4 separate regions of the Oryctolagus cuniculus genome follow, and regions 1, 2 and 3 are each linked to region 4. A link is a contact called in public Hi-C and Micro-C data. All regions are on one chromosome and are shown on one strand. The core of a region is the stretch at or near the end of the contact, and the rest is flanking DNA. Distances in the headings are between cores, read along the strand shown.

Region 1 (7,243 bases), core at 2,812-5,311, 190 kb after region 4:
GCTCCTCTTCCAGTCCAGTCTCTGCTGTGGTCCGGGAAGGCAGTGGAGGATGGCCCAAGTGCTTGGGCGCCTGCACCCACGTGGGAGACCAGGAAAAGCTCCTGGCTTGGATTGGCGTAGCTCCGGCCGTAGCGGCCATTTGGGGGGTGAACCAACAGAAGGAAGAACTTTCTCTCTGTAGTCCCTCTCTCTAACTCTGTCAAATTAAAAAAAAAAAAAAAAAGAAAGAAAGAAAACCATCTGTTGGGGCGGCGCCATGGCTCATTTGGTTAATCCCTGCCTGTGGCGCCGGCATCACATATGGGCGCCGGTTCTAGTCCCAGTTGCTCCTCTTCCAGTCCAGCTCTCTGCTGTGGCCTGGGAAGGCAGTGGAGGATGGCCCAAGTGTTTGGGCCCCTGCACCCACATGGGAGACCAGGAAGAAGCACCTAGTGCCGGCCGTGGCGGCCATTTGGGGAGTGAACCAACAGAAAGAAGACCTTTCTGTCTGTCTCTGTCTATAACTGTACCTGTCAAATTAAAAAAAAAAAAAAAATCTGCATCCAACACACAACCTGGAGTTCAGCTTCAACTGGTTTAACAGAAAACATCAGCTGTCCAAAAATGCAATTCATTAAATAATTTTATGTCATTCCCTTTTTTCTGTTAAAAACAGAAATCCAAAAATAGAAAATTGTGAGGGATATTCCATAGCTTCATATATATGTTAAATAATACCATATTAAACAGAAAACAAAAGTAAAATAGCAAAGATTTTTCAGGCAAGGAAGTAATTATGTTAGAGATGTATTTATAATGTTGGACTAAGAGGAAGGAATACAACTGTGCTGGAAAAATGAATACCTATTTACAATGTAATCTTTGTGAGTTACCAATTTCCACAAACAAATGATTAGAAGTTTAGAAGTAGTTTTCTACTGCATACTACTACATAAAATGTTAAAGTTTGATAACTTTTCCCCACATAGAAAGAAGTCAGTAACTTTATAATTTCTAGGGAATCTTGAAAAGCAAAAATTTAGAGGCAAAGTTTTTAGGCCCAAATAGGTCAGATAAGTATAAAGTTTAAGTTTTCTTTTAAAAAAATTTTTTACACTCTATTCCTTAGAAGCCTGGAGTAATGAAATGAAAAAAGATGCAAGGAACTCAGATTCTTGAAATATCATCCTAAAACACAGTCAGTAAGCCCACAGAAATTATCCCTGAAACAATTAGTGTTTAACCACATGAAGTTGTTAATTTTCAGAAAACTTTCCATTTTTACCATAGACATTAACTTTGCAGAAACGGTCACTACAGAATAAACCACAGAAGTACTGATAGCTCACACAACCTGCCCCTGCCATGGGAAACTAAGGAAATGGTTTCCTGTTTAGTACCTTTTCCTGTCCCATCCCATATTTTACTTCTATGAATTCCAAATGTTAACAGTAACGTCTACCACTTATTAAGCCCTTTCTGTGTGACTTATATTTATTATCTCCTTTAATCCTAACATACTGAGTGGCAGGCCTTACTGATGAGGACAGTCAGGCATAGAACTTGTCAGTAACCTGCCCAAGGTCACACACTACTATGGAGAGAGGGAGCCGAGAAATGTTGACTCAAGAGCCACTGCCCTTAATACTCAGCTGTTTATATTTGATAAAACAACATATTTGCACCATGAAAACATGAAATCACCTGCTGCTTTCAAACTACAGGATGCCAGATGCCTTGAGGATTTGTTTTGCCTTTCCCAGCTAACTGCATACTCACGGAACGTTAATAGGTTAAGGGGTCTAAACAAACATTTAGGAAAACTTGGAACTTCACAGCCAAGAAAACAAAGGGGCAGAGAAGCTAAGTGACAGCCAACACTAACACACAACTCGACTCCCAGAAGAGATCTTCGCTCTGCACTAAAAGCCCTTCCTACACACATCTCACACAGTAAGCTCTTGCTGAAACCATACCCAGCCGTCCACCCAAACACTGAGGCCCACTTTGCAGACATGAACTTCAATAGCATTCACATGAGAACAATCTTGCACTTCAACAGAGATATGCTATGTGCTAAGGCAATGGTTAAACCCAGATGAACATCATAATGCTTTCGTTACAGAAATACAAACACACTAACTATAATGCGACAATTATGAACAATGTGTCTTGAAAGCACATAGAGAGGAGAGCGCATAAGGAACAAGATGCATTTGTGGCAGAGTAAAGTCAAAGGTAATGCTGCTTACAAAGCAAGGAAAATGCTGCCACTTCTACCAATTGATGTTAAAGTAAAAATATATATATAAATGAAGTCAGAAGATCTGAGTTCAAGTCAAAACTTGACTTGTATGAATAACTTGTTAATCTCAGTGTCCTCAGATGTGAAAGGTGGCTACTACTACTGACCTGTCCACCTCACCAGATTTTTGGAAAAGTCAATTACCTGAAAGTACTTAACAAACGGCAAACTTCCTATAAAAAAAAAACCAAGTTACTTATTTATGTTTTCACTTCTAGGCAACACTGTTGGTCCTTCCCCTAAACTGTGTCTCATAAAAGCCTTACCCTTCAAGATGAAAATATTCCAATGACATCACTCAAATGCTCCTTAGCAGACAGTAAACGGTTCACATGAATGCCTTCAGGTTAAAATGCCAAATCTTTCTATAGAAATAATATGTATACATACAATGCTTTATCCTTAGGCTTTGGTATTGACATCTAGTCAAAGCTTACTATAATTATATTTAGAAACTAGCACCAGATGCAAGTTTTCTCTTCTGGAAATTTTCTAAGAGATTCCATTCCATTTTATGCGATGTTGTCAAGCAACCACTCAAGGACAGACCAAGTAGCTATCACCTGGCTCTGATCCCAGGAGATGGGCTATATACTAGCTATAGCTACAGCCTAATGTATGCCCTGGACCCTAAAAAGAGAAATGCAAACAGGAACCAAACAAAAATCCACTAAAAAAGGTAACGAGTGTCCCACTGTAAGATCATTGGAGGCCCATGGCCAGACCCCTCCTGTAAATTACGGAACTCTCATTTCCTTGGAGTTTGACAGAGAAGCAGGAATAACCCGGTCCCCTCGATAAACTCCATCCAAGCCCCATTCTGTTGAATCCTTAAGCCCCCGGTCTAAGCGACTCCTTGGATGGTCGGCTAAAGAAAGTTCCAGCGCCTGGCCGCGAAGTCAAAAAGGAGGCAGGAAAGGGTCGCCGCAGCGTGAAGCCCCCGTGCCCCTGGGCCAGCGGCTGCTCTATCTCCCAGGCCACTTCCCGTCGTCTCCCTCTTACCTTGTACACTTTCCCGAAGGCTCCGTCGCCCAGCTCGCCTATGATTTCCCAAAACTCCTCGGGGTTCAGGTCCCTCTTCACGTGCTCGTACTGCTTCTTCTTCTTCTCGCTCCCCAACTTGAAGATCTTACGGAAATTGAAGAAGGACATTTTTCCTCCCCCACAGAGTTCCTTGCACTTAAGGACTAGAAACAACAATAAAAGGCAAAGTTTCTCCGCCTCCTTCTCCGCGCGAGCCCGGCGGACGGGCGGCGGCGCGGGGTCTCCGGCTCCCGCGGCTCCGGCCGGGCCGTCCCCGGAGAGGGCGGGGCAGCGCCCGGGGCTCCGGCCCGCGGCGAGGGGGGGCGCCCTGCGCCGAGCCCGGCTCGCCCGCCCGCCCGCCGCGCGATGGGGCGCCTGGCCCCCGGCCGGCCCGCGGGGGCTGCACCTGTGCGGACGCCCGTCCACCCGGTCCCGGCCCGGCCCGACGGCGCCCGGCGGGTCTGCACGCCCGCAGCCGCGGCGGCTTAGGCCCGTGTCACGACGAGTCTCCAGGGGCGGCGGCCACTCGGGGCGAGGGAAGCGGCCGGCAGCCGCTGAGACGAGCGCGCGAGAGGCCAAGCTCCCCGGCCGCGGGCAGCGAGCCTCGGGCCTCCTTCGCAGCCGTCTCTATTCCTGCGGCGCGAGGCCCGCGCGTCCCCTCAGCTCTGGGGCGCCGCCACCTCCGCCTCGCTCCCTCCCCAGCCCACACAGCCGCGGCCTGGAGCGCGCGCCGACGCCGACGCCGACTCCGCAGCGTGCCCGCGCGTTCCCCCGCCGCGCGCCCGCGCAGGGGCGGCCCCTTGAGCCCCGCGCACGCGCGTTGGCCCGCGCAGGCTGGCGGCGCCGAAGTGTTGGTGAGCCGAGTGCGGCGGGCCCTGGTTCCCTGCGGTCCCCCGAGGCGGGCCCGGCGCTGGCCCTGCGAACCCCGAATCCTCGTCAGCCTCTGGCTTTGTTCGTAGTGGCCCCCGCGTTGCGACGCTGGCGGATGTTGCCTCGGTGCTGGATGTGGGAAAAACTGTCAAGAATGAAAGCTCAGGCTTCCTGAGTGGAGCCGGGAAGTGGGCTTTGTTTTTAGCTCTTAAATTGATTCCAGAGGATAGTGAGAGGAGAGTGTGGGTGGCGCTGTGAGCCTTGGCTTGGGAGCCGGAGCCCTGTGGCCTGGAGCAGGTGACGCCCCCTTGCCTCAGTTTCCTCACGGCGCCTGCCTGGAGGTGGCAGCGAGGGCTCAGTGAGGCACCGGCACAAGCTCGTGGTCTCACAGCTGACACGGACCTAGAACAGTTGCTCGAGCCCACTGCTCCAGGGATGTCTGGGGGGGCTCTCCGCCGCCCGCCGGATGGCACGTCCAGCCTGGGACGGTGCTGCCCGGCTGGGGCCGTACCGGCATCGTCTGCAATCGGCCAGAAGGTGACCTGCCCTCCTCGCCTCCGGTCGCACTTTCGGGGCAGTGGCTGCTTGTTCAGCAAGGTGACCGAGTCGCGGGAGACGTCCTGGCGTGGGAGAGGCAGACGGGTCTGGCTGATGCGTGAGTGGAGGTATCCAGCAAGGCAGGGTTGCTGCTGTTTATATAATACCCACCTACCACCCCTCCCCGACCATTTTACCCTCCAGCCCCTACATGTTACAGCAAAACCCCTCTTCCAGGAGGAAGCTTAATATGATTCGGTTTCTCATGATCCTTCTACTTTTTAAGTTTTTATTAAGGTATAATTGATATACAATAGGCTGTACATTTGTGCACACACGTGAAAGCAATATTAATCTGCTTTAATTGGTATCATTTATGAAGAAAATAGAGAAATGCAAAAAAGAAATCAAATACAAGAGTAGTGGAATTCCACCGTCCAGAGGTAGCCATTGGAAAGAGTTCATTAAATTTCCAAACAGGTTTTTTTGGCCATGCTTTTTTTTTTTACATGAATGAGATTACTTTTCAGATTCCAGTACAATTAGTAATTATTCTCTCTTGCATCATGAGATATTTATAATCTTTATTTTAAATAAAACATTAATAAATATCTTTGCATACAAAATCCTTTTATACATGCTTGATTATTTCCTTGAGATAAATCACCAGAAAGAGATTTGGGCCAAAGGGTGTATGTCTGTTTCCTTTTTTGTTCTTTTCAAAATAGAAAAGACTACTATGTTCTCATGTTGAAAGATTGTGTATCAGGACTGGTGCTGTGGCACAACAGGTTAAGCCATCATTTGCAGCACCAGCACCCCATATGGGCACTGCTTTGAGACCCAATTATTCCATTTCTGATCAAGCTTCTTGCTAATGTGCCCAGGAAAGCAGCGGAAAATGACTCAAGTCCTTGGGTCCCAGCACCCACAAGGGAAACCCAGATGACATTCCTGGTTCCTGACTTCAGCCTGGCCCAGCCCTGGTCATTGGGCCATTTGGGGAGTGAACCAGCAGATGGGAGATCTTTCTCCTCGACTTTCAAATAAATGGATAAATCTTAAAAAAAAAAAAAAAAAAAGATTGTGTATCATTGTTGTTAATAATTCAGATACAGGAATTACAAACTCAGAAACTGTAATTTTCCTCTCCTGCCTTGCCCCCACTCAAATTCACCCCCAACCTAACCATTGTTAATAGTCAGGCCTGTACAATGGACATGTTTATGACATTGATGATTTCATGAATGAATACCATTTCCAAACGCATCAAACTGTATGCAAGAAATATAGACAGCTGTCTGTATATCAACCCTGCTTAGAGTTGTCATTAAGTCACTAGCAGTAGCCAGCATTATAGGGCAGTGGTTAAGCTACCACCTGGGATATCAGGACCAGTCTCCTGTATGAGTGCCAGCTCAAATCCAAGTTCCTCCACTTCTGATCTAGCTCCCTGCTACTGTGCCCAGAGAAAGCAGTGGAAGATGATGCAAGTACCTGGACCCCTGCCACCTACCTGGGAGAACAGGATGGAGTTCCTGGCTGCTGGCTCCCAGCTGCAGCCTGGCTCAGCCATAGCTATTGAAGCTGATGTGAGTGAATCAGTGGATGGAAGATCTCTCTCTCTCTCTCTTTCTCTGTAACTCTGCCTTTCAAAATAAATAAATCTTATTTTTAAAAAGTCACTAGCAAGGCACAGTTAAATTGATACCATTAATAAATAGTCTCAGCTTTTTTCATATATTATGGAAACAAATGAATCTCAGAAAAGGTTCCCCTTTTAATAAAATAATAAATTTGGCATCATTCTTAGGCATTTAAAATTAACAGAAAAGTGATCTCTGTTAAACAAAGGAGTGGGAATAAGAGAGGGAGGAGATATATAGGTCGGCACATGCTCACTCAGACTTACCTCCAATGGTGGAACTAGAAATGTGCCAGGGGATTTCAACTCAATCTTACCAAGGAGGCAGGTACCAATGCCAGCGCACTTGGTAAAGTGATAAGTATAAATACACAACCGATCAAAAAGATAGGGTAAGTGTTGAAGAGATTTCACAAATAAGACCAGTGTAAGCAAATAATGAAGGATAGAATTAAAAGGGAGAGAATGATCCTGCGGGGGAAGCAGGACACACAGCAGACTCATAGAATGGCAAACGCCCAAAACAGCACTTGGCCTCAGAATCAACCCTTGGGACATTTGGATCTAGCTAAAAGATCCATAAGAGTCTCACAGGCATGGGAAGCCATGACATGGTGGCAAAAAACAATCTAAATGAAAGATCCTGGTGAACAAGACCCCAGCAGAAGGAATAGGCCATCAAGGAGGGAGTCACCTTTCTCTGAAGGGAGGAAGGAACCTCCACTGTGATACGGCCTTGACTAAACAAATTCAGAGTTGGTGAACTCAAGGGACTTCCACAGCCTAGACAGCTCATAGCAAGAGCCTCGGGTGATGGCTGACATCATAAATAAGAGTGCCAATTGTTAAATCAACAACGGGAGTCACTGAGTACAGGCTCCCCA
Region 2 (6,315 bases), core at 89-2,588, 240 kb after region 4:
TAATGACACATAGTTTCCATTCTAGCTACTTAAAGTTCCTTCTCTGATAAATAGTTTAGCAATGAGCTCTGGTGACCACTGGCCTCCTCAGGGTGACCAGACTCCTGCCACTGTTTGAGACCACTTTTAAAGTTGTCAGGGTCTTGGGGATGGTGCTGTGACTTAGCTGGTAAAGCTGTCACCTACAGTGCTAGCATCTTCCACTGCTTTCTCAGGCTATAGCAGCGAGCTGGATCGGAAGTGGAACAGCCAGGAGCCCATATGAGATCCTGGCACTGCAGGTGGTGGCTTTACCTGCTATGCCACAGCGCCGGCCCCTGCAGATGCTCTTTTCTTCAGGTCTCTCTCACACAAACATAGGCTAATTTCCAGCTTCCTAGCAAACAATTGCATGTGAATTAGGAAGAATTCTTCTTTTAAAAAATATTTTTTTATTTGAAAGGCATTGTTACAGAAGCAGAGGCAGAGAGGGCGATGTCTCCCATCTACTGGTTCACTTCCCAAATGACCACAACGGCCAGAGCTGGGCGATCCAAAGCCAGGAGCCTGAAGCTTCTTCCAGATCTTCCACGTGGGTGCTGGGGCCCAAGGACTTGGGCCATCTTCTACTGCTTTCCCAGGCCGTGGCAGAGAGCTAGATCGGAAATGGAGCAGCTGGGACTTGAATCTGTGGCACCCATATAGGATGCCGGCACTGCAGGCGGCTGCTTTAGCCGGCCCCAGGAAGAACTCTTGCCATCCCCAATAATGTCACCATGTACGCGCGGGTGTGGAGCAAAGTTTATCTTTTCTCGGCTTAAATTCGGACTGCTAGGGGCCAGGCACCATGAGGGCGGCCATGCCTTGCTTTTCAAAGTTCTTCATGGGTGCAGCAGTCCAGACGGCGGACCGAGTAAGGAATGAGACAAACTGTATTAGGATGATCTCGCACAGGCTTGTTTGGGGCAGAGCATGACCTCAGCTTCATTGGAGGGCTCAAATTTAGATACCGATACTATCTCCACTGTGTCAGCGGATCCTCTGACAACAGTAAGCAAACAGTTAACCTACAGCACAACGCAATCCTGCTTTGGGCGCTGCGTTTTGTTGTTCTTTTAATATGTGAGGAAGTAAAACAAACAGATCTTGTCCCACCCTCTGGGAGATCCGGGTTCAGAATCCCGCCACTAGCGCGGGGGCGGGGTAAAAGGGACAATGGCAGGGAGGAGCTGGGCCTGCCGGAATTTCGGGGGTGGCTTTGGGGCCCCGGAGACTTCGGACCCGAGAGTGGGCTCAGGCCAGGCCGGGGGCGGGGCCTCAGGCGGCCCGAGTCAATCCTCCACCGCGCAGCCCCGCCGCCGCCACCCGGAGCAGAGCGCAAGGCGGGGCCGCGGCGCAGTGGGCGGGGCCGCGGCGCAGTGGGCGGGGCCGTCGCAAGGCCCCGGCTGCAGGAAGGAAGTTGGCGGGCCGGGAGAGCAGGTTGGTCCCGCGGAGAGGGCGGTGTGGGGCCGGAACCCTAGGTTCGACCTCGGCCATCTGCTCGCGCGCCGGAAGGGCGGGGCCCCGGCGTCCCAGGCTGCTGCGGGCGGCGGCGCGGAGGCGTTAGGAAGTGCTACCGCGGGCCCGCTTTTTGTTTCCTTTTTTTTTTTTTTCTCCCCTCATCTCCAAAAGCGGATGGTGCAAGGGCAGGGAGACGACCTGATCCACCTACTGTTCCCCAAGACAGTGGCTAGGCGGGTTTCCATTCCTCCCTGGACCCCTCCCATTAAAGTGGGTTCAGGGTACGTTTGTATGGACGATTCTCCCCTATGAGGAATCATGGGGTTTAGCCGGTTTGAAGTGGGAGAGCCCTGAAGGAGCCCGGGGGTCCACCCACGAGGAACGCCTTTTCCATGCCCCTTGGCATGCAGCCTGACAGATCTGGGAACCCAGAGTTGAGCCCACCCCCATCCTTTTCCCTACCCCCACCCCCGAGTCGGGATGCTGGCCTGTGAACAGCTTCCGGCCCTGTTGGCCCTGTTAGTTTCGCCCACGTTAGACGCCTTGCTTTCTGTGTCGCCTAGGTCCTAGGCCCACGGCCGTAGAGCCTTTTGGGGAAGCTGGATGCCTCAGCCCAGCCCGATGCAGTCTGAATCCAGCCCGTGTGAAGAGGAGACCCCTGCCCTCCTGTGGGGTTTGGATCCTGTGTTTCTGGCCTTTGCAAAGCTCTACGTCAGGGATATCCTGGCTATGAAGGAGTCCCGCCAAGTGCCAGGTATGTGGCTGGTCAGCCTGAGGAATGTCTTGGGCTGCAGACGCAAGACCTCTTTCTGCCCCAACGCTGCGGGCAGCTGGAGTCGAGGGCCTTTCAGGAGAGCCTTCCCTGACACAGGCTTTGGATATAATCTAGCCTGGACCCTCGAATGAGATCATCTCTCTGCCATTAAAAAAAAAAAGAATAGATGCTTGGGGTCTTTGTACGGAGGAATATTTTCCTATGTATTCAGGGTCTTTCGGATTTAAAACTGCTCAGTTTTTCTCTGGGCCTATGCCAGGCGTTGATTGTAGGCCTGGCCCCTTAACTCACAGTGGCCCTGACCTGACCTGGCATGTGACTCACCTTCTGTAAAGCTTAGGTTTCTTTGCAAAGATGGGGATTAACCCTGCCCGATTTTCTAGCTGGGTTGTTTTTGTTCTGAGTTAGAATCAGAACAAGGTAAGGTCACTGCAGGGAAGGATACCATGTCTTGTGTCTTGTTTACTTTTGTAATTGCAGTCCATTTTTGTTTGTTTGTTTTTTGTTTTGACAGGCAGAGTGGACAGAGAGAGAGACAGAGAGAGAAAGGTCTTCCTTTTGCCATTAGTTCACCCTCCAATGGCCACCGTGGCCGGCACACCGTGGCCGGCACACCACGCTGATCCGAAGGCAGGAGCCAGGTGCTTCTCCTGGTCTCCCATAGGGTGCAGGGCCCAAGCACTTGGGCCATCCTCCACTGCACTCCCGGGCCATAGCAGAGAGCTGGCCTGGAAGAGGGGCAACCGGGACAGAATCCGGTGCCCCGACCGGGACTAGAACCTGGTGTGCTGGTGCCGCAAGACGGAGGATTAGCCTATTGAGCCGTGGCGCTGGCCAATTGCAGTCCATTGTAATTCTAGTGCCTGATATAGAGTGGGCCTTTAGGATTGGCGACACCATTTCTTGTATCCCAACACTTGGGTTTCTTTCTTTCCCTCCCTTCTTCCCTTTCTTCCTTCCTTCCTTCCTTGAAAGTCCGAGTTACACAGAGAGGGGAGAGGCAGAAAGAGAGAGAGAGGTCTTCCATTTGCTGGTTCACGCCCCAGTTGGCTGGAGCTGTGCCTATCTGAAGCCAGGCGCCAGGAGCTTCTTCTGGGTGTCCCATGCTGGTGCCATCTTCTGTCGCTTTCCCAGACCATAGCAGAGAACGAGATAGGAAGAGGAGCAGCCGGGACCAAACCAGCGTTCGTATGGGATGCCGGACTGCAGGCGGTGACTTTACTCGCTACGCCACAGTGCTGGCCCCAACACTTGGGTTCTTTACAGAGCTTCAGCTTCAGACTCCAGCTTCTTGCTGTGCAGACTCTGGGAGTCACCAGTGATGGCTCAAGTAATTGGGGTCCCTGCCACCCATGCAGGAGTTGTGGATTAAGTTCCCAGCCCTCTGCTTCACCCTGTGAGGGCATATAGGGAAGGAACCAGTGGATGAAAGCACCCCCTTTCTTCTCAAAAGAAAAGTAATAGAAGATGGGGCTGGCGCTGTGGTGTAGTGGGAAAGGCGCCGCCTGCAGTGCCAGCATCCCATATGGGCGCTGGTTCAAGTCCCAGCTGCTCCACTTCTGATCCAGCTCTCTGCAATGGCCTGGGAAAGCAGTGGAAGATGTCCCAAGTGCTTGGGCCCCTGCACCCACATGGGAGACCTGGAAGAAGCTCCTGGCTCCTGGCTTTGGATTGGCACAGCTCGGGCCATTGTGGCCAACTGAGGAGTGAACCAGCAAATGGAAGACCTCTCTCTCTCTCTCTTTGCTTCTCCTTCTCTCTCTGTGTAACTCTGACTTTCAAGTAAAATAAAATCTTCAAAAAAAAAAAAAAAAAAGTAACTGAAGCCATGAAACATAAATGTAAAGTTTAAAACAAAAACCAGAAGCCAAAAAACTTGTGTTACAGTGGTGGTTACTAAAGACAGGCTCCTAATGCCTGAAACTGTAACATAGTTTGGGGGGTACATTTGAATAATGGGCGTAGTTGTGAGTCTTCAGGGTTGGCTGTGCTGTCTGAGAAGTTTGTTAAACTCGGCCTTATTGAGTGAAGCTTTGCAGGCCAGGGCTCTCTGGAGAGCAGCCGTGAGTCAGAAGCCGCCGAGAACCTCCAGCGTGCCCAGTTTTCATGAGATGAGCCTTTGTGTTTCCAGTTGTGTGTACAGATGGACTTGGCTGACCTTACACTAAAGCCTTCTGTAGAGATTTTCACCATACCTTTATTTCCTAATTATTGTTGAAAATGGTCTGGGTTTTTTTTTGTTGTTGTTGTTGTTTTTGCCCTTGGAAAGCAGCCAACATCATCATTTCTGTTTTCCAGAACAATCTGGTATTCATCACAGCTCATCTCAGGAAGACATTAATTCACACCAAATGCCAGCCTTGGTTAAAAAGCTGTGGGTGTGCAAGCAAACATTAGGGACATGACAGGGGCTTAATGCTTCCTGAGGGCAAAGGGCTTTATGATGTATTAAAAACAAACCAGTGGAAGCTGGCGCTGGTGATCTTTGCTTCGTCGCGGGTAAGAATGTTTCAGATGTGTCTTTAAAAATACAACCTCATGATTAGATCAGACATCAGCCATAATTTTATAGCATGAACTTCTTGACTGTGTGAGGGATCTGAGGAGTGGAAATGCTACTAGTCTGGGTTTATAGTTTGTTGTTGTTGGGTTTGGTGTAGCATAAAGAGAAAACTGTTGACCACATAACATTTAAAATTGTTTAAACAGCAAAGAATATGTTATTCAAAATAACAAAAGGTAAAAAAAAAAATTAACCAAAAACTGACAAAACTTGAAACAGATGTGTCATGATGACTTTAGCTGCCCTTTGTCTTTGGTCCTTGGAGTGTCCAGGCGGCCCCTTGAACCGAACCTGAGTTTATGCTAATGAGGTGCCTTTTGCTGGGCCCCTGGATAGTTTCAGAATGAGCCGGGTCCTTTCAGCCCATTCCCTTGGTAGGACAGCAGATTGAGCAGGTTCAGTTTGTCATGCCCACATTAGGAAACCCCTATAGAACTCTGGATGCCGAGGCCTGGAGGAGCTCCCCTGGTTGGTCATCAGACACTGGTGATACATCTGGAATACGCAGAAGCTTTGTATTTGGACCCTCCGTACCTTGCCCTGTGCTGCCCATTTAGCTGGTCCTGATTCATACCTTTTATTATGAAACCATAAATGTGTAGCACCTTCCTGATTTCTGTGAGTGGGTCTAGAATATTATCAAACCTGAAGGTGTTGTAGGAGCCCCCAAATTTAGTCAGAAGTGCAAGGGGCTTGAGGTCTGGTGACTGAAGTGGGGGCAGTTTTGTGGGAGACCATGCTCTTAACCTGTGAGGTTTGACCTAACTGCATAGTTAGTGACAGAATTCAGCTCCCCTAACTCTTTGAATTTGGGATTAAACTAATAAAAATATTGTAGAGTTTGATAGAAATAGTGGTGGTTTTTTTGTTTTATTTTTTGACAGAGTTAGACAGTAAGAGAGACTGAGAGAAAAGTCTTCCTTCCGTTGAATCACTCCCCAAATGGCCGCTACAGCTGGCACGCTGTGCTGATCCGAAGCCAGGAGCTGGGTGCTTCCTCTTAGTCTCCCATGGGGGTGCAGGCCCCAAAGACTTGGGCCATCTTCCACTGCCTTCCCAGGCCACAGCAGAGAGCTGGACTGGAAGAGGGTCAACCAGGACAGAACCGGCATCCCAACCGGCACTAGAACCTGTGGTGCCGGCGCCGCAGGTGGAGGATTAGCCTAGTGAGCTGTGGCGCCGGCCAGTGGTTTTTTAAAAAAGATTTATTTATTTGTTTGAAAGTCACAGAGAGAGAGGATGAGACTGAGAGAAAGAGAGAAATCTTCTATCTGCTGGTTCACTGGTAGCAGTGACCAGGACTGGGCCAGACAGAAGCCAGAAGTCAGGAGCTTCTTCTGGGTCTCCCATGTGGGTGGCAGTAGCCCAGGCACTTGCTGTTTTTCCTAGGCCATAAGCAGGGAGCTGGATTGGAAGTAGAGGAGCCAAGACTGTAACCTGCATCCATATGGTATGCAGTCATTGCACGCAGCAGCTTTACCCATTATGCCACAACGCC
Region 3 (6,575 bases), core at 287-2,786, 220 kb before region 4:
ACAAGAGGAAATAATAAAAGGAATGGGAAATAATTAGTTCACAGCATTGGTATTTGGGGCTTATATATGCACAATGAAGAAGAAGAAAATAAACCAAGATGACTAGTGGGAAGGAAGAGGAGAAACACTCTCAAAAGGAAATAATGGAAAATAAAGGCAAACAGGAAGCTGCAAGAGGAGCATACTGGGAAGGAAAGAGACCAGGTGAATGACGTATGGGCAGAAGCAATGTGGCCTCGGCAATAAGGATGTCAGACAGAAATGCAAGGGGTGGGACCCAGAGAATGTGCGGGGTGGGGGTTTGAAAGATATTATGACAAGGAAAGGAGGATGCTGTTGACCACAAGCAGATGGAGTGTACAAAGGTGGACTGGAAATACGGGAGATGGCACATGATGGAGATGTAGGTGGTAAAGAGGGGACAAGAGAAGCGGTTAGAGGGGAGTGAGGGCATGATGGTGCTGAGAGGAGGGACAAGGCCTGGCTTAATGGGTGTGGGACCTACTCTGTTGCAAAGGGTTCCTGCTCAGAAGACCCCACCCTTGGTTGAATGCTCATCTCTCCAGTATTGAAAGTCTTAATTTTTAAACAAGAGGCACTGTGCTTTTATTTTGCACCAGGTTACCAAATCATGTCACTGGTCCTGGCTGTGACTGTGTGATGGGTGAAGTGGAGAAGAGCTTTGATGAGTGATGAAGGATTTGGGGAAGGCCATGGTGGGTGCAGGCTGTGACTGGCAAGTGATGACAAGGACCTAAGGCTGCTGAGATTATAAATGAGGGAGCTAATGGGCAGGCAGGAGGTCACTGAAGGGTCATAGAAATGATCTCCCCTCTGTGAGGCTGAAGACGCAGTGTGCTATAATATGGGGGAGTAAACAGAGGCTACAAGATGTTAACACAGGGGTCAGTGACAACACAGGGCAGCGGCTGAAGGGCCTTCCTGAAGACATGTGACAGCATAGGGATCAGGGTGTGACAGGGGGGTCAAGAGTAGGTGAATGGGGGTCTGGGCATTTGTGAAGCCTTCTCCAGGTCCGCAAGTCAGGTGAGACATCGTCGGTATTTCTGTGTGCCTCTCTCTTATGACACCACCTTTTGCCTAAAACACGTCAGGCATGGGTCTGTGAACTCCCGAATTTCCTACCGCTTTAGGCACAGCCCCACTTTAATAGTGGGTGCGGAGTGTGTCCACACCACTGAAGGCAGGACGGGAGGTAGAGGGCCAGGGCCAACAGAGAAAGACAGGGGAGGTAAAGGTGCAGGCAGAGATAGGCTGTTGATGAAGGATCAGAATCACTGTGACAGGAACGATGGGTCGAGCAAGAAACGACAGGGAAGGGCGCCGACTCCTGACCTCGGCCATCTTGACGCTCTCTGGGGCGGCCTCAGGGGCTGCTGTGGAGACCGCAGACACTGGGCCGGAGTCTGGAGAAGGGGCTGTGCTCTCTCCTCAGGGTCTAAAACAGCGACACGTTATCCCCATGGCCGGCTCAGGGCCGGAATCCGGCGCTCGGCGCGTCCTCTCGTCGCCTGGCAACTGCCACGCCCACTAGGGGCGCGCGCGGACGTTCGAGAGGGGCGGGGGCTCGGAGGCGGATATGCAAATATAACCCGGAGGGGGCGGTGCCTCTGGGAGGCTGGGAGGAGTCCAAGGTGTGCGCGTCAGTCAGAGAGGGCGAAGGGGAAGAGGCCCCCGAGGAAAAGGACGGTGGGGAACCCAGCAGGAAGAGCAGGGACTAACGCTGGGGAGGAAACGCGGACTGGAGAGTTCCGGATGAGGCTTGTGACGAGAAGCGAAGGGGATTCGACCCTTACGAAGCAGCTACTGCGTGAGACGTGAGGGGAAAGAAGGGCGAGCAGACACAGCCCCTGCCTTCCCTCCTTATGAAGTTCAGGGGCAGTGGTGAGAAAACCATAGGGCAGAACCCGAGACACGCCGCCCTCTGGGAAAATGTGTGTGCAGCCACGCAGTCTCGCTCAAGTATCTCCCTTCTGTGTGGGACGCCTCTTCCACTACGCCTTCCCCTCCTCTCGCTTCCACACTCCCTCCGCTTCCTCCTGCTTTGGACTTGGGGTTCAGATTTGAAGCCCTTAAACTCTGACTCATGAAAGGGACAAGAGCCCTCTCTGATTTTTTTTTTCCCCTCGATCCCCAACGCTCATCTTCAACGACATAGCTATTGTGCTTCGGTGTCTATTTTTTTTTTTTTAAGATTTATTCAAATAGAATGACAGAGAGGTAGAGAGAGAGGTCTTCCATCCGCTGGTTCACTCCCCAGATGGCCGCAACGGCCAGAGCTGCGCCCATCCTAAGCCAGGAGCCAGGAGCTTCTTCCTGGTCTCTCACGTGGGTGAAGAGGCCCAAGGACTTGGGCCATCTTCCACTGCTTTCCCAGGCCATAGCAGAGAGCTGGATCAGAAGAGGAGCAGCCGGGACTCGAACTGGCTCCCATACGGGATGCCGGCGCTTCAGGCCAGGGCTTTAACCCGCTGCGCCACAATGCTGGCTCCTTGGGTATCTATTTTTAATGGATAACATTTTTACAGTACTTCTTTAATAATTTAATAATAATAGTTGGAGCCTAGAGATTACCTTGTTTTCTGCTCGTTCCACTCAATATTCTTTTTAAGGATCTCTCCTTGTTGCTGTTGGTGTGGTAATCCCAGTGCCTGGTTTCTGATGCTGGGCAGCCACATTTTGCTCCCATTCCATCCTTTCCTCAAGCGTCATCTACGTTAGATAACAAGACTGACTCTGATACTCCTGTACCACAAACAGTGCAGCCATGGCCATCATTGTCAGTGGTCCCTATGGACGAATAATTGAGTCTTTCTCAATCTCAAAGCATAAAAATATTCTCCATCATTTTTTTCTTTTAGCTTTATAGTTTTACTTTTTCATATTCTGTTCTCCAGTCCATCTGGATTCGCACCTTTATATATGGTGTGAGATAGGGATCCTATTGCATTGCTGTCCAAGGAGTGAGCTATTTTTCCAGCATCCTATATTAAACAATCCATTTTTCCTAAATGGTTTGGGAAAGGTGCCAAATGTAAACGGGTATTTCTTAGCTCTCTAACTTGTTTCTGTGCCAGTACCACAACATTATTACTGTAATTTTGTAGTCAAGTCACTCTGATTGAAAGGCAAGTTTCCTCCCTACCCCCCAACCACCACCTTCTACTATGCCAAAATTGTTTGGCTCTTCGTGAACTATAATGCTCCCAAATAACTTTAAAAATGTTTCTCAAGTTCCTCATGGAAAAATTTCATTGAAAGTGCATTGCACTGATTATTTAAGAAAATGGACATCTATACAATGACATCTCATCCATGATCCAAGACTGTGTATCCAGTAGGCAAACCAAGAAAATGTGGCTGAGTTGTAATGGAGCATGGAGGTAGTCAGAAATGTGGCGGATGAACCAGAGGGGTGAGATGAACCAAATGATGAGCCACATTCATAGAAACATGGTAGAGATAAGCAAGCAATATAACTTGGGCTGCTCTGAGTGTTTACAGGAAATCTGATCACACCCTGGAAACATCAGTTTCTGGAGTCACCATGACCCAGAGAGACTCCACAACCTTCCTGAAGGTCTCTAACAACAGAAAAAGACCTAGGGGGCCCCGTCACCCATCTCTCGTATAGCATAACGTATTGGGCTATGCATCTCCATGAGTTCTAGGAATCTCCTAAAGGGTCATAAGCCGATGTTCTGCAAGGTTCCCTACCAACAGGCTCAAGGCTGACCACAGGAACCACCAAGGTGATGAAGGCAGAGTCACTGTCCTCTGCATTCACATTCTGGCATTGGGAGAAAGACAGAAATTACAATTATCTCTCAAAATATGATGGAATCATTTAGTACATTCCATGTCCATAGAAAGTACTGTGGGGACTCATGCAATCTAGATACTGATATTGAGAGCAGTACTTACAATATAGGGAAAGAAAGACCTGAACATAGACAAGCAGGGATCCTCAAGGCTGAGAAGCCACGTGACACATTCAACTCACAGGAAGGGATGCAGGTGGGCACCAATATGGATCAAAGAAAGGATGAAAGGATGAGTGATTGGGCAAACCCATTTATGCAGATGAAACAAATTGTTTGATTTCTAAGTCTCCAGTTTCTGGAAGACTATTCAGTCATCACCCTGCTCCCTGTGTTGTCGTAAGTAAAAGCATCACTAGGTGGCATCATACTACCAAAAGTCCTCCCTTTCAGTACCTCCAGGACAATCATGCCCACCAAGACAAATAAAAGGGCTTCTAGTCACCTCATTTTTCACACCCACTTGATCCATTTATTGAGCACCTACTTGATGCCCAGCCCCATGCTGCAGACCATAGAAAGAGAATACAAAAGGAGTTGGAAGATAGGTTCTCCTCCCTGAAGGATCATAAGGGAAACATGCATGTCACCTCTCCCCCATAAAACGTGTTTGAAGACAATCTGAGTCATGATGCAGTGAACACTGAAATGGATGCCAGGACATAAAGTCCTATGGAATCGGACCCTTCTGACCTTCTGGGACCTTCTCCCATCTCTCCTGGTTATCACAGGTGTCTTTTTTTATATATGAAATCTTAGATTATAACCCCTGATGGCATTAATTCACACTTGGGAGTAGCATTTGAGTGGGTTTTTTTCAGCTTTTTTATTTTTTATTTATTTATTTATTTTTTGACAGGCAGAGTGGACAGTGAGAGAGAGAGAGACAGAGAGAAAGGTCTTCCTTTGCCGTTGGTTCACCCTCCAATGGCCGCCATGGCTGGCGCGCTGCGGCCGGCACACTACGCTGATCCGAAGGCAGGAGCCAGGTGCTTCTCCTGGTCTCCCATGGGGTGCAGGGCCCAAGCACTTGGGCCATCCTCCACTGCACTCCCTGGCCACAGCAGGGAGCTGGCCTGGAAGAGGGGCAACCGGGACAGAATCCGGCGCCCTGACTGGGACTAGAACCCGGTGTGCCAGCGCCGCAAGGCAGAGGATTAGCCTAGTGAGCCGCGGTGCCGGCCCCACAGGTGTCTTATTTCTTAAATATGTCACATTCCTTCTCATGGCCTGGAATTCACGCTGCTGATCTCTGGAAAACAGGACCCTCCCTCTTTACCTGAATGATTCCCATCCATCCCTTCTTCGGATCTGACTTCCTCAGGGCAGTCTTTTCTAACAAATCGCCCAACACCAGTCCACCTTTTCAAGTGCTATCTGTGCTACCTCTTGGTCCATCCCACAATAGTAACAAGTGATCCATTCATGTAAACTGTAAGTGCTGGTTTAATACCTGCCTTCCTTACCAGGCTGTCAAACAACAAAGGGACAAAGATCACATATGTTTTGTTTGCCCTGTCTCCTCCGGTGTCATGGATTGTATTGTATCTTCCCAAAACTGAAATGTAGAAGCCCTAAAGCCTCCTCCTTCATACCTCACAATTTAGCTAAAGAAGTAGTGCCTTTAAAGAGGTGATTACCTTAAAATAGGGCCAAGGGGTGGATTCAAGCTAAAATGACTGGTATCCTTGTAAGAAATAGAAATCTGGACACACAAAGAGACACTAGGAATTTGTGCACACAGAGGAAAGACAGAGAGAAAGCAGCCATCTACAAGGCAAGAAGCGAGGACTCAGGAGAAATCAAACCTGCCAGTGTCTTGTTCTTGGGCTTTCAGCTTGCAGAATTGTGAAGGAATAGATGTCTGTTGTGTAAACCACCCAGTCTGTGGTACTCTGTTAGAACAGCTCTGGTAAACTAATGGAACTATTTGGATGAGCTCTAAAATAAGGAAGACCAGCATATTAGGGAAATGAACATGGTAGACAAGGCTCTTGAGCCTGGCCTTAAATGATACATATGAGTTAGAGACATGGGAGAAAATAAAATCAAAGAATGGGAATAAGGCTGGGCAGATAGATAGCAAGGCAAGAATGCCAAACTCCTGCTACAGAGAGAGTGATGTCCTTTTCAGGGACTAACGGTCACCAATGTTGAGAAGAGAGCAAGTCTTGGAAGCACAACACAAAAGTGACTGCAAACTCATGGATCAGGGCCAACCAAGGACACACCCCCGTATTCTGTTAAATCACTCAAATAGGCAATCATGAGCTGTGACCGCTGCAACGCTCCTGTTGAAGCCTGAACATAACTGTCTTTTATTCCTGTTCTCCTTGGACTACTAAGCTGTATGCCTTAAGTCATAAGAGCATTACTTGCACGGTAATACTCTTCTCTTCAACAGCACCCAGGGAGCGCGTGAAATAAACAGCAACACTGACTTGCAGCCCTGCATGTAAATTCCCAGCCTGCAATGCAAAGTATCAGTGCCCTAAAGGACACCTGCTCCTCTGATGGGTCGGAGTGGGCTTGGAGGCCATGCAGGGGGAGCTACACAATCTGCTGTCTCCTTCTCTGAGACTAGAAACCCCCACCCACAAGTATGTTCCAGAAAGCCCTACTTTCCTCCTCAGGGCCATAACTAAATGGCCCAGGGGTGCAGACCAAACACACATCAGCCAATTCTATTGTTTTCCTTTAAGGGAATGTATAACTGGGACCAATAGTTGCAAG
Region 4 (6,956 bases), core at 3,362-5,861:
TCAATATAGCAAATGAGATGTGCCATTCCATCATTTATGCCATACTGCCAGGGAAGAATGAGCTCCAGCATATACATGAATTTTCTAAGTAATAAAGGCTATCTCCTTCCAAGTGCTATTTAATTCAACCTATCTGGGTTGAAATCTAAAATCTAATACTTGTTTTCTCAAACAAAATACCTAAAACATTTTCATTATTTTGGGGAAATCAAGATCATTACTAAAAATACTTTGATTGTTCTCTGTGGCCCATGTACTTGAAAAAGCAACAGAGACAGAATGAGGACAAGCTGAACCAGACAGAAGCCAGGAGCCTAGAACTTCATCTGGGTCTCCCATCTGGAGCAGAGGCCCAAGCACTCTGAGACATCATCTGCTGCCTCCCAAGATGCAGACACAGGAAGTTGGATCCAAAGCAGGGCAGCTGGAACCCTAACCAGCACTCCAATGTGAGATGCCAGCATCCCAAGCAGCAACCTAAGCTGCACCACAGTGCCCACCATCATTTTTTTCAGAGTTTTATTACTGGTGCCATTATTGAATGGCAGAGTGAGGAGGGATAAAGGGAAGTAGGGAGAGGGAGAGAGATCTTCCATCCACTTGTTCTCTCCCTAGATGCCCTCAATAGCAAAGCCAAGGGCCTGGAACTCCATCTAGGTCTCCTATGTAGGTGGCAGGAACCCAAGCACTTGGGCTCTCATCTGCTGCTTCCCAGGAGCACCAGCAGAACACTAGATGGAAAGCACAAAGTAGCCAGGATTCAAATCAGGCACTCAAACATGGGCTGTGATGTTGAAGGCGGTAGCTTAATCTGTGCTACAACGCCCACCCCATTTTTAGCTTCCTTCATTCACTGTAAGCTGTCATTCCTGTCCCCATTGTATTTGCATCTAAGATTTGATACTTCTAATATTGCTGTGGGCTGCAAACTAGAAAGAAAAGTTTAAAGTGCATATGTGGTATGAACTGGGACCTTTAACAAGTTTTATCTTTTGTTTAGAGGAGCCTCTTCTGTGATTTATATTTGACTTAATAGTTAAAGGAAGCCAGGTTTCTGGATATGTGACATGCTGCTCACTATGCTAAGATACGTAAAAATTGGATTTTTAAAAGATGTATTTGTTTTGAAACCAGAGGAATAGAGAGGGGGAAAGAGAGAGAGGAAATCTCTCAACCACTGGTTCACTCCCCAGATGGCTACAATAGCCAGGGCTGGTCCAGTCTTAAGCCAGGAGCCCAGAAATACATCTGAGTCTCCCACATGGGCTGCATGGGCACAAGTACTTGGGACATCTACTTACTTCACTGGAACATTATCAGGGAGCCAGATCAGAAGCAAAGCAGCCACAACTCAAACCTGGCTCCAATATGGGATGCAAGCATTGAAAGCAGTGGCTCAACACGCTGTGCCACAACACTGGCCCCTGAAGATGGATTTCTACTTCTGAAATTACTTTCCTGAAATGTATGTAAAAACAAAAAATTGGGGGCAGGTGCTGTGGCACAAGGGTTAAAGCCCTGGCCTGAAGTGCCAGCATCCCTTATGGGCGCCGGTTCTAGTCCCGGCTACTCCTCTTCTGATCCAGCTCCCTGCTGTGGCCTGGGGTAGTGGTAGAGGATGGCCCGGGTCCTTGGACCCCTGCACCCACGTGGGAGACCCCAAGGAAGCTCCTGGCTCCTGGTTTCGGATTGGCGCAGCTCTGGCCGTTGCGGACATCTGGGGAGTGAACCAGCAATGGCAGACCTTTCTCTCTCTGTCTCTACCTCTCTGTAACTCTTTCAAATAAATAAAATAAATCTTAAAAAAAATTGTTAAAAATTCCTCTTACCTTCGATCTATACATTTTGACTAATTTTAGCCTCCGAAGAAGGTCCTCTTTTTCCTGAACCTGCTTCACCAATTTTGCTCTTTCTTCCTTCAGTCCTTGTATAGGAAGATTCTCCTTCATGAAGTCATTTTGGAGAACACTGCATGACCCTGTATCAAGTGAGGTAGCTTCACATGCACTGACGTTCTGGAATGTATTTTTCAAATGCGTACTTTCTTCAAGTTCACTGTCTATGCGTTTAAAACTTTCTTGAAATTCCAAACAGTTTTCTTCTGTGGCAGAGGGTGGCTTCTCTGACAAGTTCTGATCATTTTCTTCATTGTCAACTTTAAGACGTTTTACCACACTGTAACAGGAATTAAATGAAAATCTTGTTTTCCTTAATCTTTCTCTAAGTGTTGCACTCATAGGCTGAAAGGAGAACAAAATATTAAAAATGTTAACCAAGTCTTCATGTAAAGAAATGTGCTAGAAATAAAAGCCTTACATTTCTATAGTAGACACCACTAGGGGGCTTTCTGTCTCCACATATCTAAAGTAACCATCACAAAATGTCTTTAATTTCCAGAAGTTCCATTAATTTTCCTCTCTACCTCAGCCAGGTCAACACCCTTCTAAAGTCATCCCAATAATCAAACTTCTCTCAGCATCTAGCCCATACCTCCTGCTACACCAGATGCTATAGGATAGCAGACTGAGGAAAGACCCACTGCCACCAAAGTCCTTCACCGTGATAATACCGCAGATCCAGACTTCCTCACTTTGGAGTGTTGCAATAATCTAATCCGAAACTAAATGAATTGGCTCAGTATGCAAATCTGGAAGGGGCTGGTCACACACTGTATCTTAGAAGAAACTAAATGACTATTTAACAAAATATCTGCACGTTAATGAACAATCTTTGGAGTTAAACCCCGCCGATACTTAAGACTGAATAAGATCTCCGTACTTGTTTTCCTGAGCTCCTTGCAAGGGAAGATGGCGGATTCGCACAGGCCTGTGGGGTGCTAGGTGCAATCACCGCTGAGTCTGATGGGCTTTCCATCTTGAAAATGAAATCTTGGGTTACCTCTAGAACCAGAAAAAGTAATTATGAAATGGGACTCAAAATAACCATACCTTTCTAAAGTCCTCCATTTTTATCCAAGTATTTCTTTATTGGGCCAGCAGTTTTTTGTTTTTTGTTTTTTCTTCTAATTTGTTAGTTAATTCTCGCTATTTTTGGAGTTTTTCACTTACCTTCCCACACAAGGACAACTAGTTTTTTCATGACAAATTAACCTACTAGTATCTCATAGAAACGAGACTTGTTAGCCATGAAGTATCTTCCAAGTCTCCATTACGGGGGCAAGGGAGAATAACAACTTTAGATAGTGATTCTTTCGTTGTGACAGCTTCATAATTAAGAGACATGGCCTAAGTGGGCTCAAAAGGCATAATCGGACCTGAACTTGTCAATCATCCCGAACCCTAAAAGCCGCTTGACTAGAACCAGGCGTTAAGAAACAAGAAAATATAAAGAAAAAAAAAAATCACGCCTGTCTGCACTTTCAGAGTAAAAGCGAACAGACACTGAAGAGGGAAGTCGACTGAAGCTGTCCCTTCCAACTCGGTGGGGTAGAACCAGAGAGGCGGCCACTCCCCTTTCCCCCATGCAGGGAGCCCGCCGGCCCTCCAGACACCCCAGGCCTGAGGGAGGGTCGAGGGCCCCCGACTGCGGAAAGGAACCTCTACCTGGCTTTTCAGCAAGCCCCCGAAGCCCAGCACTCAGACACCCCCCTGGGCCGAAGCACGCTACCGCCCTCCGCCAACCCCACAGCATTCAAACACCGCGCGGAGCCGCGGCCGTCAGCCGATGCAGCTCCAAGGGGCGGGGCCGCACGGGAGCGGAAGAGACTCCTGATTGGCTAGATTGATGCGCGCGAATCCGCGTGTCCGGAGACCCCTAGAGCGCGCGACCGCGAGCTTCCGCCAGGGAAGGTCATGTGGCGGGGCGGGGCCGAGTCGCGTGATTGGCAAGGTTGACGGGAACGCGCTGCCTCGCCCCGCCCGGCGTCCGGTCTGGCTCCGGAGTCGGGCTGAGAGCTTCGGGAGTAACTCATGGATCCTGAGGGGGCGCGCTGGCGTCCGCGGCGGCCCTTCCCGCTTCCTTGTTTCTGTGCGTCTGTGAAGTGCGCTCGCTTGTGTCCCCAGCTTCCGTTCTCCAGGCTCCAGCCCGTCTGGTCTGCGCTCACCTCAGCAAAGACTGTTTTCAGACGTGGCGGGGCCGAACGCCGCCCGGCTGGCTAGGAACTCAAGTCACAACTCTCAAGACCACGGAAGAGCAGCGTTGGGTTCCAGCCCTTGGGGAACAGGCTTGAGAGAAATCGACCCAGGGGTGCCGACACAGTCGGCCGAGCGGATCCCTAGCCCTCTGCTGCCACAAACTCGGTTTTCCAAGTTTTTTTAAATTCAAATATGAAGGGAGAGGAAGGCCAGCGCCACTTGTGGCGCAGTACAGGAAGCGCAATGCCCTATCCAGAACTCCGACGCTTCAGACAGAAGTGGCCGCGGCCGAGCGCAGGCCGAAAACCCCCTCGGCTTCCGGTGTGGCGCGGCTGTTGCTAGGCAACGGCGCCCGCCGCTCCGGGTGGGGCAGCCGAGCCGGCGCGGCGCTGAGCGACTTCTGACTCACGTGGAATCCGGGAAGTGTCCGGGCGGTGCGCTCAGTCCTCTTACGGAAGGGCCGTTGTAAACGGTGACACCGTCTCAACGACGTGATAAAAATGGCCCGGAAATAGCCAAAAGGAAATTTGAATCCTAAGCAAGCCAAGTATAAATAAAGAGCCCAAAGACAATCTAATGCAGTGATTAGCGGACGTAACCGCCCAAGTCACATTGTCGAACTCCACATCCCGGCGCTGTATTCTGTGTGCTTTCTACTGTGGTGTCCGTGTGCCTCGGTTTCCTGATCTGAAAATCGGGACAATTCCTGCCTCCTAGAGACTGGAGGATTAAATGGGAGCTCAGGAGAGGCAGCCACAGCAGTGCCAGGTAACTAAGAAGCGCTCACTGTTCTTTCATACGTGCAAATGCATTAATTAACCATCCCCAAACTGATTTAAAGGACTGCGTTACGTGAACTTTCATCCCTTTACTTAACTCTGCCCCCCAAAACAGAGATTTAAAAAATAAAGATGCCGTGATCTGTAAGATCCCACACGATTTAAACCATAAGTAGAAAACTTGCACATATAATTTATAGTATGTTATACCTCTAAATTTTTCAAAAATTATATAAATAGGGGCTGGTACTGTGGCGTATGGGTAAAGCCGCTGTCTGCAATGCCGGCATCCCATATGGGCACTGGTTCGAGTCCCGGACACTCCACTGCAGATCCAGCTGTCTGCTGTGGCCTGGAAAAGCAGTGGAAGATGGCCCAAGTCCTTGGGCCCCTGCACCACTTGGGAGACCTGGAAGGAGCTCCTGGCTCCTGGCTTCCGACCGGTGCAGCTCTGACCATTGCAGCCAATTGGCAATTGGGGAGTGAACCAGCAGATGGAAGAACTCGCTCTCGCCCTCTCTCTCTCTCTGCTTCTCCTTCTCTCTCTAACTCTTTCAAATAAATAAAAATCTTTAAAAATTATATAAATGTACAAAGTGAAAGCAAGAACTCATGCTGTTGTGATACAGTTATTCATCCCCCCAAGCTACAGGTCTCAAGTCTGTGCAATTATTTCTCCCTTCACTTATCCACTGGCACCAATTAGTCTCACTGCAAAACAGAACAGAATGATTTGTCCTGACACTGGCAGCACAATGCAGACTCTGCATGTTCTCTATTCCTCGAGGCATAAGGGTGAGTTGTTTTTATGAGTCCCTAAAACCAGCTGCTTTTATCATTACAACCTAACCGAGGGCTGTGTTTTTGCTGGCTGCATAAAGCAAAACAACAGCTTGCCTTGCAGATGTTCTGACTTGCTTTGTTATGTGAACTGGTACATCAAAATGGGGCTATTGGGCCAGATTTTAGAAGAATTTCAGAACAAATACTCAAAAGAACTTGTGTTTCAGAAATGTGCCTTTGTTGACCTACATCTCTGAATTTGATGAGTTGTTAGGATATACCCTCAATCCTCATAAATATGTTTGTATTTTACTTACTCTGATCACATATCAAATTAGAAACTCACCTTCTGCTTTCAGTTTGGTGTAAGAAATCTACAATATAGCTCCTATACTTTTTTAAAAAATATTTATTATTTATGTATTTTGAAAGGCAGAGTTACAGAAAGGCAGAGGCCAAGAGAGGTCTTCCATCTGCTGGTTCACTCCCCAAATGGCTGCAATAGCCTGAGCTGGGCCAACCCAAAGCCAGGAGCCAGGAGCTTCCTCTGGGTCTCCCACACAGTTGCAGGGGCCCAAGGACTTGGGCCATCTTCCACTGCTTTCCCAGGCCATAGCAGAGAGCTGGATCAGAAGAGGAGCAGCCAGGTCTCAAACCAGTACCCATATGGGATGCTGGCACTGCAGAGAGCAGCTTTACCCACTAATCTACAGCGCTGGTACTTTTCATTGTACCTTTAGATAAAGCCTAACACACACTTCCTTGTATTTAGGGACCTGGCATCTATAAACCTTGAAAGAGTTTGGTGTTTCTGACACAGGATGTTGTATGTTTCTCCTCATAATTTTCAGTACTACCACAGTGAGCCCAAAAGCAAAGATTCCTTACTCTCCCAGAAAAACTAATTTGAGCAATAGAATTCAATGATAGTAGTACTTCATATCAACCTCAGTCAGACTTTATGGGTATCTTTTTAAATTTATTCAATACCCAGGGTTACTGTTGGCCACATGTTACTCATCGGGGAGTGGTAAATACTGCTTCCCTTCTTGTCTGTGATGACTGTTGGTGGGATGATGATGTAGACTTAAAAATCCTTATGAGGGTTTTTTTTTAATTATTCTTTTTCAATGGCAAGAAAAAGGTTAGTGAATAGCCTCCCTCACCCCCATTTTTCAACACACACGTCACATACACACACACACACTTTTAAGCCACAAGTAAAATTACTGTTTTGGTAGATTAATTTTTTTTGAATTCTTGATTTAGGATGATTTTTTAATCTGCATCTCAGAATGAT

What was found. A called contact is a pair of places that touch in the nucleus more often than the background predicts.
Region 1: a contact with region 4 is called in a Micro-C map of ear pinna, with 7 times the contacts expected there. The contact joins the promoter of SLK here to the promoter of SFR1 in region 4. A contact is called at or near these places in 2 of 6 Hi-C or Micro-C datasets (ear pinna and an unstated tissue).
Region 2: a Micro-C map of ear pinna shows a contact between it and region 4, with 6 times the contacts expected there. The contact joins the promoter of STN1 here to the promoter of SFR1 in region 4. A contact is called at or near these places in 2 of 6 Hi-C or Micro-C datasets (ear pinna and an unstated tissue).
Region 3: a contact with region 4 is called in a Hi-C map of an unstated tissue, with 4 times the contacts expected there. The contact joins the promoter of CFAP58 here to the promoter of SFR1 in region 4. A contact is called at or near these places in 3 of 6 Hi-C or Micro-C datasets (ear pinna, psoas muscle and an unstated tissue).

The regions. Positions count from the first base shown.
Region 1 is chr15:26,086,463-26,093,705 of mOryCun1.1, forward strand. SLK (STE20 like kinase) reads right to left here and starts at 4,062. Exons shown (of 19, transcript XM_002718721.5): 1 at 3,287-4,062. The coding sequence starts at 3,436.
Region 2 is chr15:26,139,971-26,146,285 of mOryCun1.1, forward strand. STN1 (STN1 subunit of CST complex) reads left to right here and starts at 1,339. Exons shown (of 10, transcript XM_008270474.4): 1 at 1,339-1,458; 2 at 2,043-2,233. The coding sequence starts at 2,083.
Region 3 is chr15:25,673,631-25,680,205 of mOryCun1.1, forward strand. It overlaps CFAP58 (cilia and flagella associated protein 58), which reads right to left and starts at 1,537. Exons shown (of 18, transcript XM_008270490.4): 1 at 1,357-1,537. The coding sequence starts at 1,365.
Region 4 is chr15:25,893,953-25,900,908 of mOryCun1.1, forward strand. It overlaps SFR1 (SWI5 dependent homologous recombination repair protein 1), which reads right to left and starts at 4,612. Exons shown (of 4, transcript XM_008270482.4): 1 at 4,064-4,612; 2 at 2,779-2,900; 3 at 1,830-2,240. The coding sequence starts at 2,874.